2 separate regions of the Oryctolagus cuniculus genome follow, and region 1 is linked to region 2. The links are chromatin contacts, called in public Hi-C maps. All regions are on one chromosome and are shown on one strand. Each heading gives the region's core, a stretch centred on a gene start, on an enhancer-like site or on the middle of the called end of the contact. The rest is flanking DNA. Distances are from core to core; before and after follow the strand shown.

Region 1 (6,159 bases), core at 725-3,224, 320 kb before region 2:
TTGGCTCCTAGCTTTAGCCTGGCCCAGCCTGGCTGTTGTAGCCATTTGGGGAGTGAACCACTAGATGGAAGAGCTCTCTCTCTTTCTTTGTAACTCTGCCTTTCAAATAAATAACTAAATATCTTTAAAAAAAATGACTAGACATGAGCCAAAAATGGTTGAAAGTGGACCAGGGGTTTTAGGTAGTTTGATATTTCCCTCAATAAAGAAGTGTTTAAAAAAGGCATTGGCCAGTGTGGGCACTTAGCACAGTGGTTAAGATACCACTTGGGATGCCACATTCCATACCTATGTGTCTGGTTCGAATCCTGACTCCCCCACTTCCCATCCAGCTTCCTGTTGATGGCACCATGGCAAGCAGCAGGTGACGGCTCAAGCACTCGGGTCCTTGGTACACCCATGTGGGAGACCTGGATTGAGTTCCAGGTTCGTGGCTTTGGCTTGGCCCAGCCCTGACTGTTTTGAACTTTTGAGCAATGAACTAGCAGATGGAAAATCTCCCTCTCTCTGTGTGTCTCTCTCTGCCTTTCAAATAAAATGAAAATAAATAAAAAATGTAGAGAAGTCTATTGGCCAACCTATTTCCCTTGTTATTTCAATTTTAAAAACTAATCATTATTAACAGTGCTAATGTCCACATTCATCCAGTCACTTTCACAGGAGATCTGGGGGCTGGCGCTGGCAATTAGGAAATCTGGATTTGATTCATTTGATTCATTAGCAGAATCATTTTGGAATTTCAGCTCTCAGGGTCTCCCTGAATCCATTTGGGAACTGGGGAATCAAGGATGGTTTCTAACATCCTGCTGGCAGCAGATTCTTGGAATGACAAAGAGATCTGAGGCCTGCAGACTGCCTGCCTGGATTGGAATCCCCGCTTTCCTCTCTGGAGCCTTGGGTAAATTTACCTAATCCCCGAGCACTCAGTCCTTTGGGTTGATAAAATGGACATAACAACAACGCCTACCTCCCAGGGCTGTTGTGAAGGTTAGTCACTTCACGCATTTATTCCACACATATGGAGCACCCAAGTCTCCAGATCTGGGAGGGGCACGGGGTGAAGTAGCACAGAGAATACAGGCGCTTGGCTGTTTGCAACCTAGAGGGAGCGCCCAGGAAAACAAGTAGTAAACGCAAATTGAGATGCAGTATTCCGATAAACAAGAGCTGGGAAGAAGATCTAAGTCAGCCGTGTGACCCGAGCTGCAGAATGACTAGGGGCAGGAGCGCTCTACCTTAAGCAGGACTGAGTGGAGGTTCCCCATCAGGGTGGATCTGGGCTTCCCTGCGCAGCTCCTTTCTCAAGCGCGGTTGACTTCTACCTCCTCGCTCCTCCCTCCACTTCTGGCAACGTCTGGGGAATTTTGGTTGCCACCATGGAGAAGATGCTGTTGGCATCTGGTGGGCAGAGGCCAGAAACACTGCCCATAATCCGACGCACAGGGCACTGCCCATAATCCACTCCAAAATGTTAACAGCTGCAAGCTTGAGTTACCCTGTTATAGGCAGAACCAGGTTTGGGGGGGGGGGAAGAGTCAGAAAGGGGCTTGCTGTGTTGGGCAGAGCAAAGGAAGATGGAGAGAAGGAAGGAGAACCGGCTGCACTATGGGTGATCCTGAAGGCACCGTGAGGAATTCGGAATTATTCCAAAGACAGTGGGAGCCCTTGCAGAATTTTGTGCAGGGGGGTGAGGGTGGAGAGGTTTAGCAGGTGCGTCAACAAGTTCCTCTCCAGTGAAATGTTAATTTTGGTGCAAGAAACTGAAACTACGCATACGCGCACGAGTGTTCAACGACGTCCACGACCACCACCGCCAGGGTCTTCCCTACACTTTGCAATAGCCCCGACCACCCAGGCCTCGGCGCGGCCGCAGTGACTCCTCCCGGCCAGCAGAGGGCGCAGGTCGACACTTGGCCACCCGCCGCCCGGGGCGGGCCTCCTCTTGCCTGCCCCCGCCCCCCCCAGCTCGCCTTCCCGTCTCAGGAGAAGTCGGGAAGGTGGCGGTGGCGGCTGCGGTCCCGGGCCGGCCGGTTGGTGTGGCGCGCGCCGCCAGCGTCCGCGCCGCGTCGAGCCCAGCCCAGCCAGAGCCGCGGCGGCCGGGCTTCGGACGGGCGGCGCGCGCTGACGGAGGGCGGCGGCCGCGGCCAGGGCGGCCCGTGGGACCGCGGGCCCCCGGCGCAGCGCCGCCCGGTTCCCGGCCCTGCCGGCCTCCTCCCTCGGCGCCGCGGCCATGGCGGCCAGCGCGAAGCGGAAGCAGGAGGAGAAGCACCTGAAGATGCTGCGGGACATGACCGGCCTCCCGCACAACCGAAAGTGCTTCGACTGCGACCAGCGCGGCCCCACCTACGTGAACATGACGGTCGGCTCCTTCGTCTGCACCTCCTGCTCCGGCAGCCTGTGAGTGCGGGGCGGCGGGGCGGCGGGGCGGGGGAGGGGGCGCCGGGCGCGCCGCCGGCCGTTGGGGGCGGCCGGCGGGGCCGGGGGCGGCCGTTGGGCGCGGGCGCGTGGGGGCGGAGCGGGGCTGGCCGGCGGGATGCGCTTTCGGTTTGAGCGGGCCCGGGGTCCACGCTGAGCGCGGCCTGGGTGGAGCCGGCATCTGCGGTCCTCGCCGAGCCGGCGGCCGCCGGCGCCTGGCCCTCCGCTCTCCGGGACGCCGGCCGGGCCGTGGGGAGCGGCCGGAGGGGTGCCGAGGGCCGTGCGGGGCCTATTGTGCGCCGGGTCTCTGAGCGGCCTGGGCGCGGCGGCCCTCGCGAGGCAGGCACCTGCTGGGCGCGGCGGCGGAGAGCAGGGTCGCGTGTGCTGGGCTTTCCTTTACTTATTCGAACCCTCCTCCCTCCGAGAGTATCTTGGTAGCCGGGAGAAAGCGGGCATTTAGGGGCTTAAAAGGTCGTGATGGCAGAGATGGGAGTCCCCACGGGAGAGTTTGGGGGGATGAATTCCCGGGTTCGGGGGAGGGGGCGAAGGCACCGAGGAGGTGGGTTGTGGGATTTGGGCCTCACAGTCGCTAGGGAGCCCTGAGTTGGGGGAAAGTTTTGCTGGGAGTCGGTCCCCAGGAGCGGCCTTGCCGCGTGGATGCGGTGCGGCGTCCGGCCGTGCGTGTCGGCGGTGCGCAGCCAGCGGGGACCGGGAAAGACCGCAGAGCGGAGCGGCTCGGGTTACTCGGATGGTTTGTGTTTGTCCTTTGTTTCGTTCAGCTTTGTTGAGGGAAAGGTCGTACTTGCTGTGCGGTTTCATCTGGCAGGTGAGTTTGCAGATGATGTTGGAACCGGGAAGGTGCTTTTCCAGGCCAGCTGTCTTGGATTTTAAGTAAATGCAGCTAGTCAGTATTCTCAACCGGTGATTGTGAGATTCACACTCAGATAACATACGCAGCGTGTGGGAAACTGGCTTCTTGCAGGTTGGAAAATGCAGGACTTGTCCGGGAGTGTGCTATGAGTATTTGCCTTTTTTAATTTTAAGTTGGACAGAGAGGCATTGCTAGTTTTCCCCGGGTTATCGCTTCTTCAGGAAGCAGGTATTAGGTACCTATTGGGTTTCGTAGGATGTGTATCGTGCTGAGCTTTAAAAGACTGGGTTAGGAGAGTCCCTAAGGTTCGTTTTAGGTTGTGTAGTAAGAGAAACTGAAGTTGCCAGTTGGTAGTATTACTGAGTCGCAATAGAGTCATAAACTAGGTGGAACCTGGGAGATAGTCTGGTTCGTGCTTTTCACAAATAAAGCAGAAAATTAAGTGAAATCAAGCCAATAGTACAATTTTTAAGTGTATTTTACTTTTAAGAAGTGCTTAAGGTGTTCTGCTTTTGCTAAACATATCGTATTTTAATGCACTTAAAGTATTTATGTATGTATAAATACACACACACATACATGTATTCACTGTTCCGAATAGTTGGCATTTCTTTGTAGGCTTTCAGCACACTGTTCCCTTGCAGCAAATGTGCAATGTTAAGAAATTATTTTCAGATTTTCTGCTGGATTCAGACACATGCTGTATAAAAGAATAGCTCACTGTAGTGACAACTGTTCTGAATGGATTTAATGTGACAGACAGGACTTGGTGTATCTATTCAGTTGTTACTCCACAGGCATTTCTTGCTTGCTTGGCCTGTCTTATACTGTGGGGAGAGCTGCAGTTACCTGGTCCTGCTGCTGTTCGGAGGCTTGCTTTCTAAGTACATGAGTATATAGCTGTAATATTGTTACATTTTCTTTCTGTGACCCATTATCCACAAAATATGTAAATGGATACGGAAAGCTTTACAGAGGAGTTAATGCTTGAGCAAAGACCTTCAAAGACCAAGTGTTGACAGCAGGTTAAGCTGCTTTCTGGGTCTGCCCAGCACCCCGGATCTGAGTGCTGTTTGGAGTCCTTGTTGGTCCACTTCCCATCCAGCTTCCTGCTAACAGCTTGGGAAAGCCGTGGAAGATGGCCCAAGTCCTTGGGTCCCTGCACTCTGTGGGAGACATGGATGTAGTTCCTGGCTCTTTGCTTCTGCCTGGCTTAGAACTGACTGTTGTGGCCATTCATTTGTGGAGTGAATTAATGGATGGGAAGATATCCTCTCTCCTCCCCCATGTCTCTACACCTTTCAAATAAAGAAATCTTTAAAAAATAATAATAAAGACCAAATCCGTAGATAAACCTGGTTTTGAATCCTGGCTCTAAGTGTTGTAGTTAGAGAATGCCAGTCAGTCTTTGTAGCTTGATACATGAAATGGTGAGGGTAAAGTTCCCCTTGTAAATTTTGGATGTAGATTTGTTCTCAGTATTAAGAGAATATAAAACACCACATAGTGCTTGGCACATAATAGGTGCCTGATGAAATATGTTATTAACAGAGAGGGAGAGGATGTTCTATGTTTAAGGAAACAGTATTTGAAAGACATGGAAATGACTAACACCCTAGTGAAGAATCTTATCAGTTTGGATTTTTTAAATGTAACTCAAAACCATACTCAAATTGGTTTAAAAATACAAAGGGAATTTACTGATTTGTCTAAGGGAAGACTTTATCCAATGGCTTAATGATGTTGCCTGTGTTTCTGTCATTCAAAGATAATTGCCCCCAGAGCATACTGTCTTTGTATCTGTTGTCTAATATTTTATTTATTTTTATTTATTTGAAAGAGAGCAGGAGGGACAGAGCTTCCATCCACTGGTTTTCTCCCTAGTTCACTGCAATGGCAAAAGCTGAACCAGGCAGAAGCCGAGAACCAGGAGCTTTATCTGGGTCTCCCACTTGGGGAGCAGGGGACCAAACACTTGTGCCATTTCTGCTGCTTTCCCCAAGCCAGTAGCAGGGAGCTGGATCAGAAGTAGAGCAGCTGGGACCTCAGCTGGTGCCCACATGGCATGCATCTCGGGTAGTGGCTTTACTCACTAAGCCACAACACCACTTCCAGTCCAACATTTTTAGAAGTTCTGCCATTGACTCTGATTAGTTTAGATCTTGTGGCCACCTTAGACCAATGTTCTGATTGGACAGATGTTCTATGTGACGACTTTGGATCCTTAAAGAAAGTTCCTAAATCAGAAATCTGGGACTCCTGGGAAAAAAGTGATGTAAGCATGGCGACCATCAAACGTCTACTGCAGAATATTGAAGGAACAGTAGCTCTTGAGGTTTCTTTTTTTCCTAATCTTTGGAAAAAATCTTTGATTTTTTTTTAATCTTTCCTAAGGTAGGAAAAAAGGGAGAATAATGTAACAAATCAGTTTAATTATCTATTTGCTATGTAGATGGTAAAATTGAAAAAAGGTATTTTGAAGACAAATTTTGATACTGCCACTAGGTTGGTTGATCAGAGCAAGGTATTAAGCTAGGCCATGTCAATTTAAAAAAAAAAAAGGTGGGGCCGGCGCCGTGGCTCACTTGGTTAATCCTCCACCTGCAGCGCCGGCATACCATATGGGCGCCGGGTTCTAGTCCTGGTTGCTCCTCTTCCAGTCCAGCTCTCTGCTGTGGCTGGGAGGGCAGTGGAGGATGGCCCAAGTGCTTGGGCCCCTGCACCTGCATGGGAGACCAGGAAGAGGCTCCTGGCTTCAGATTGGCACAGCGCTGGCCGTGGCTGCTGTTTTAGGGGTGAACCAATGGAAGGAAGACCTTTCTCTCTGTCTCTCTCTCTCACTGTCTAGCTCTATCTGTCAAATAAATAAAAAA
Region 2 (6,879 bases), core at 263-2,762:
GGCATTTTTCTCTTCAATGGAGTTATAACCATGAACAAGAAAGCAAACACTGCATTTACAACTGCAGATGATTCCAGTGGCATAATTTTTAATATGTCAAGCAAGCAGTAATTTTTAGTTAATTTTTAACCTGCTGCTTTCAAGGTCACTGGAAAATCAGTTAAAAGGTTACCCAAGAATGCTGTGATTTACTCCTAATTACGTTCAATGCAAATTTCTGGTCTTCCTGAGGAAGCTGAGTGCCTTGGACACAGTGAACTTCTGGTCGGATGCAGGTCTGTCCTCACATTGTTTCAGATGGAGTCTTGGAGCCGTGGGCCTCTGGCTGCAGCAAAGGAAGTGCACTGCCCTGAGCAGGTGGGTGTTTCTAACACCCTAGCTTTTATGGTGGACATGAGCTCCCAGATACTGTTCTTTTCTGTTATACTAAATTGTAGCTGATTGACAGGCCTTACTCAAATTCCTTAATCTTTTCTAGTCTCACTGATTGAAAGAAAATTTAAGGCCAGCGCCGTGGCTCAATAGGATAATCCTCCGCCTTGCGGAGCTGGCACACCGGGTTCTAGTCCCGGTCCGGGCGCCGGATTCTGTCCCGGTTGCCCCTCTTCCAGGCCAGCTCTCTGCTGTGGCCCAGAGTGCAGTGGAGGATGGCCGAAGTGCTTGGGCCCTGCACCCCATGGGAGACCAGGAGAAGCACCTGGCTCCTTGCTTCAGATTAGCGCAATGCGCCAGCCACAGCGCGCCAGCCGTGGCGGCCATTGGAGGGTGAACCAACGGCAAAGGAAGACCTTTCTCTCTGTCTCTCTCTCTCACTATCCACTCTGCCTGTCAAAAATAAAAAAAAAAAAAAAAGAAAAGAAAATTTAAACATTATCCACTATAATTGTTTGTGAGGGGTAAATCACGCCAGGAGGGGAGGTCTCAGGGTGGCCTCTAATACAATAAATGCTAGTGCTTATCTATGAGATTCTAGTCCCAGTCATCCAGGAAACTGCAAGGGCTATAGATCACCGATAAAATAAAAGCTCATAATGTCAGATCATGTTAATTTTTAAATTAAATTAATAATTTGTTGAGCATCTGTACAAAAGGAGTAAGCAATTTGAAGCTTATTTTAAGAGAATAAGGAGAGATCAATGAAATAAATGTAGTTAAATAAAGTTGCACACAGAATTATTTTCTTAAGGAGTTACATTGTTTGACAGCACATTGTAAATATTAAGTTATATAAGACAATTCATAAATCATCCTTATCTGCCCCTTATTCAAATCTTTCTGGCCACCTACTGTAGGGAACACTTGGTCAGTTTAGTTAGATCCTGTTTACAATACATGCTGTCCACACACATATTTTTTCCATTCAGATGTTCCACTAATTCATTTAGATTCTTCTCTCCATAGTCTGAATTAGTGAACATTTACGGTACATATTTTTTAAAGAGTTGAAGTGATCTCTGCATTGCAGCTCATCATGACTCAGTATCCAGATCACTTGAGTCAGCATTCCAAGGCAAGCTTTCTCACTTAATCCTTGGCCTGCCCTTTCTTACTGGAAATGTTGCTTAATGCACACAGACCATGTGGCCTTGTCATTTTTAATGCTTAATACCACAGAGCATTAAAAATGAGGCACATTTTCTCCTACTTCATTTTCAATAGTCAAGCATTGAGCTTGCTGTTTGGATGCCATGAGGTAGGGCTAGGCACTCATTTCAGGGATGTTTCTCAGTCACTCAGGAAATCACAAGGATCAATGAATTGTTGCCAGTTTTCATGCTGGAAAGTTGAGTGTTGCTATAATGAATACAGAAGAATGTGGAAGTGGAAGTGGCTTTAGGATTTCGTAATAGGTAAAGGCCAGAAGTATTCTGAAGCATTAATAGAAGAAACCCAGGTCACTTTTAAGAGTTAGTAGAAGCAGATATCAAAGGCAGTTCTGTTGAGGACTCCAAGGAAGCAAGGTGCGCTACAGAGAAAGCTCCTATTGCCTGAGAACATGTATGTACCATGTACAGAATCATGAACGCTAAATGTGCCTCTGCTCAGATCTCCGATGGGAGGAGCAATGTGTTACTGGACACTGAAGGCAAGGCAATCTCTGTGATAAAGCAGCAGATACTTGTGCTGCTGCTGGGAGAATGTTGTAAATGATGATGAACTTGGCTGTTCAGCTGAGAAGGCTTCCAAACAAAATGGGAAGGTGAAGCCTGCTTTCTCTTTGCTGCTTGCAGTAAGACGTGAGCAGACACAGATGGATTGAAGAAGGAACTGCTAAGGAAAAAGGAACTAACACTTGATGGTTTGAAAAATCGTCGGCCTTTCCAGAGAGTGTATCTGGAATCAGCCGGGTATGACTTGGCAAGCGTTTCCTAACTAACTGAGGTCTGTGACTCATCGATCCAATCGACTCTCAGTGGGCTAGAGGGATGGAGACAGAGTTGTTCAGGAAAGATCTGTGGAGGGCTCTAAAGTGAGATCTTGGAACTCTAAACTGCATGGGAGGCTGACAAAGTTTTTGAGAATTTTATATCGGCGAGGCATTTGCCGGTCTCTACTCAAAGAAACAAAACAAAATCAAGAAAGGGTAACTTAAAGGCCATATGCATGGAGACAGAGGTTTGGCTTGACAGGACCCCCTTAGGTGGCAGGGCTACAACCCCAGTGGGCTGATGGAAAAGGGCTGCTGCCCTGGTAGGCACAGAGGGATTATTCTCAGACCTTGACATCTAATTGAACTTGCCCTCCTAAATTTCAGACTTGTTAGTGACCCACGCCCCCTCTTGTCTTTCCAATTTATCCCTTTTGGAGTGGAAAGTCTGCCCCACACTATAAACTGGAAGTTGTGAACAGGTTCACAGATGGAGAGGTACTGTACCCCAGGATGAATCACACAGAGACTCATCTACTACTGGTTTAGATGAAACATGGGACTTTGAGGTGATGATATTTAGATGAGATTTTGGACTGAGAGTTGGTGCTGGAATGGTGTGAGATGAGTGAATGCATTCTACATATGGGAAGGACATGAATTTTGGGAGGTCAAACTGAGGTCTTTTATGGGTTGAATGAGAACTCCAGAAAGATATGCTGAAATCAAATCTTCAGTAGCTTGGAATGTGACCTTATTTGAAAATGAGTTCATTGTTAAGATGAAGTCGTATGGAATAGGGAAAGTCCTTAATCTAATAACCAGTATCCTTATCAGAAATGTAACAGAGGGGCTATTATTGTGGCATAGTGGGTAAAGCTGCTGTCTGCTATGCTGGTATCCCATATGTGTGCCAGTGCAAGTCCTAGCTGTTCCACTTTCCATCCAGCTCCCTGCTAATGTGCCTGGGAAAAGCAGTAGAAGATGGCCCTAGTGCTTGGGCCCCTGCAAGATCTTCCATCTGTTGGTTCACTCCCTAAATGGCTGCAACAGCTGGAGCTGAGCCAATCCGAAGCCAGGAGCTAGGAGCCTCCTCTAGCCTTTCCAAGCAGGTGCAGGGGCCCAAGCACTTGCGCCATCTTCCGCTGCTGTCCCTGACCATTAGCAGAGAGCTGGATTGAAAGAGGAGCAACCAGGACTAGAACCAGTGCCCATATGGGATGCTAGTGATGCAGGCAGAGGATTAACCTACTTCACCACAGTGCCAGCCCTAAAACAAATAAGTCTTTTAAAAAAGTAAAGGAAATGGAGTGGGAACATGGAGACAGACACACAGTGCAAGAAGACAGCCCTGTAGAGATGAAGGCAGATGCAGAGAGGCGCTGACGTTCCTGCAAGCCAATATACACCATTGGTTGCTGGCAAACCCAGAAGCTGGAAGACATGGGGGGCTTGGTTCTCCCTTGCAAAGTCTGGAGGCATATGGCCTGGATGACAGCTGGATTTCAGATTTCTGGGCTCCAGAACTGTAAGACAAATATTTCTGCTGTCCTAACCCACTCAATTTGTGAAACTTTATCACCGCCACCCTAGGAAAACTCAAATAGATCTGATATACCTACATCTAATTTGAATTTTTAATCATTTGCACAAAATATGTGATTAACCCTACAATAACAATTTTTCATTTAAATTCGCTCTGTTTTGGTTTTCTATGGCAAATGAGCTTTAGTTACATGTGGAATGAAACATTCCAGTTTTCGTTTGTAGTGGCCCATAGATGTCTTTAGCTAAGTCATGAACATTGGCTATTCCTCACATGGTAGCTGTCTGTAGACTTATTTGCTCACATAACAGACCCTAATGTTAGCTTAGCAAACTGAATGTTACATGAAATCCAGAAATGATGAAGGGCTGCCTAACACTGTCAGGTGATCTTTCTAAGAAAATGGCAATTAAAAAAATACTTTATTTATTTGGAAGGCTGAGTAATGGATAGCAGGAAAGAAAGACATCTTCCATCTGTTGGCATACTCCCTAAACGATTGCAATGACCTGGGCTGGGCAGGAGCCTGGAACTCCATCCAGGTCTCCAACGTGGCAGTTCCCATCTTTAGGTTCCCATCTTTCTGCTGCTTTCCCAGGCTCATTTGCAGGAAGCAGGACTCAAACTGGTGCTTAAACAGGATGCTGGAATTGCAGATGGTGGCCCAACCTGGTGCACCACAACAGTGGCCTCAAACATTGCAGTTTTTGAATAAAAATTTACACATATCCTTGTATCTTAACCATTACTCTATTCATACATTTATTTTATGTTTCTTTTCTCCCTGAGATACTGGTGTTTATAACACTGCTTTCCTTTCTATTGAGTGTGTCTTCTTTATCACATCGCCATGTACTAGGAACAGGTGTGTTGAAATGGCAGCAAAGGTGCCCCTCGTGTGGGAGACTAATGCTTTCAACCACTCTTAGCAGCTCCACGACTTCAGCCAGAATAGCTCTTACCACCCTAGGTGCTTGGCAGCCATGAGGGAAGGAAGAAAGATGAAGAGAAGGCTAGAAGTCATTTTTTTCTTATGGTTGTGGTAAAATTGAACCAGTCCATTCATGTACTTCTTTCTTGTCTGCCTGGTCATGAACAGAGTATGACGATAGCAATAAAGATTTGTGCTGGACATATCATTCTGAGTTTTCACTTCAACTTTTGAATGCAAAACCCATTTCTCACAACTGGCTGATATCATCACAGAAATGTCTTTTCAAGTAAAGATGACCAGGTCTCTTTCAGAACCTTCTCTTCCTATTCATGGCAGTGTCATGGAGAAATGAGTTAGTCATGGTGTTGGAATGGATGTAACTTGTATTGAGTCCAGAAGCACAAGATAATGTGAAACTTGCTGAAGAAGTTGTCAAGAATAGAACGTTTCTGTTGATGAACTTTTTGGCTTTCCACCAGCTGTCCTCAGGTCTATTTCATTTTTCTGCATTGAAACCAATGTGGTACAACAATTACTACCCTCACTTGTGGGTGATGGATTGAGTTCTGTGGCTTCGTCCTTGTCTGGAGCCAATTGTTCCCCATTGAAACACAAATTGTTGAGGCTCATCCCTAGTGACTGAATCAGTGGGACTCCAGAGTTGGGGTTGGGACCAAGAATGTTCATTTCCAACAAGTTTCCAGGCGTGGTGCTCATGCTGCTGGCTGGGGATCTCAGGTTAAGAGTTCAGCAAACAGCAGTCTGAACCAATTTACCCTTGAAGTTTATAAAGTGATTTCTGTGGTCATTTTAGCTTTAGCTTCCACCAGAGGGCACTGTGACTACAGCTTGGTTTGCAGACCAAGTCACCACTAAATCCCAATCAGTATTTGCCAATTAATCTAATAGACTCTTGAATCCGCCCAGGCATCTTTGGTTTCATCTGTTTTGTTTATGGATGTCTCCTGTAGGAACTTACAGGTGAAAAATGTCCTGCAGTTAAAAATAAATTTAAAAGCTCCTCTCAGTTATGTCTCTATTTAAAAGTCATGAATCTGTTAGCTGGAGAGCTTAACCTGCTGGGACGAGTGATTTTATTTCCCTTTATGTGAGAACTTTGAGTTCTAAGACAAATTTGCTCTTTGAGTCCACTGTTTCCAATGACCCCGATTCTATTAATAATGGAAATAGGATTTGATCAAGTACAGTTGGGAACATTGAGTTAAATCATGCAGCCTCCTTTATTGGAATGTTCCTCACAGCCTTGATTTGTATATTGGGACCACTAAGAGGAGGACGTGGAAGGCAGGACCACCGTGGAGGGAATCCTTTTTGGTGTCTTGGGTAGGAGATGCTTCTCTGGTCCCCATTCTCCATCTTTTCCATAAGGACAGTGAGTCTGGAAGGTGAAATGACACTGGGTAGTGACAGGAGTTGTCTCCTGACTGCAGCTCAGAGAACTTTCCCAAGAACCAAAATATTATCTGTGGGGCTGTGCGAAACGACAGTACCCAGGTGAGCCAAATGCATACTGTCTTTGGGGCCTGGGTGGTCCATTTCCACCTGTTGGGATTCTCGTTCTCTGGGAGCCCTTGCTGTCTTCTTCCATTGTATCAGAATAATGGTCCCACCCAAGTTTTAGGAATTTCCCTTCCTGTGGCTGTATATCTAATTCATTCCCATGTTAAATGGTTCTGATATGTCCTCCTCTCCATTTCAACCTCTGATGTTTTAGAGTCACATTATTGTCTTTGGTCTGGATTAATGACTAACTGCTCTTCCTACAGTGCACTATCTTTCCCTCCAGTTGTCCATCCACCCTGTAGCCACTGTCATCTTTACCAAAGGCAATAATAATTTTTTACTTAGAAAAAACCCTACTGTGATTTATAGGACTCACACAGTCACACACCCTTTTTCCCCCTCACAGCAGCACTGTCTTGAGCTATATCTTTCCTCCTGCTTTTTGCCACCCTGGTTGCCTTTTGATTCTTTAAGCACATGATGCTTCCCTCTGCCACAGTGCCTTTG

What was found. A called contact is a pair of places that touch in the nucleus more often than the background predicts.
Region 1: a contact with region 2 is called in a Hi-C map of an unstated tissue, with 1.9 times the contacts expected there. The contact joins the promoter of AGFG1 here to the enhancer-like site in region 2. A contact is called at or near these places in 4 of 6 Hi-C or Micro-C datasets (ear pinna, embryonic fibroblasts, skin fibroblasts and 1 more).

The regions. Positions count from the first base shown.
Region 1 is chr3:11,525,669-11,531,827 of mOryCun1.1, reverse strand. It overlaps AGFG1 (ArfGAP with FG repeats 1), which reads left to right and starts at 1,974. Exons shown (of 16, transcript XR_007920544.2): 1 at 1,974-2,397. It overlaps LOC103348896 (a long non-coding RNA gene), which reads right to left and starts at 1,765. Exons shown (of 5, transcript XR_007920561.2): 1 at 1,236-1,765.
Region 2 is chr3:11,208,579-11,215,457 of mOryCun1.1, reverse strand. No RefSeq gene overlaps it. Among named protein-coding and RNA genes, the nearest start is that of SLC19A3, 54 kb to the right of the region's middle. Within about 2 kb of position 1,512, at least 1 of the 8 cell types and tissues checked has an H3K27ac peak or open chromatin away from gene starts, as enhancers often do.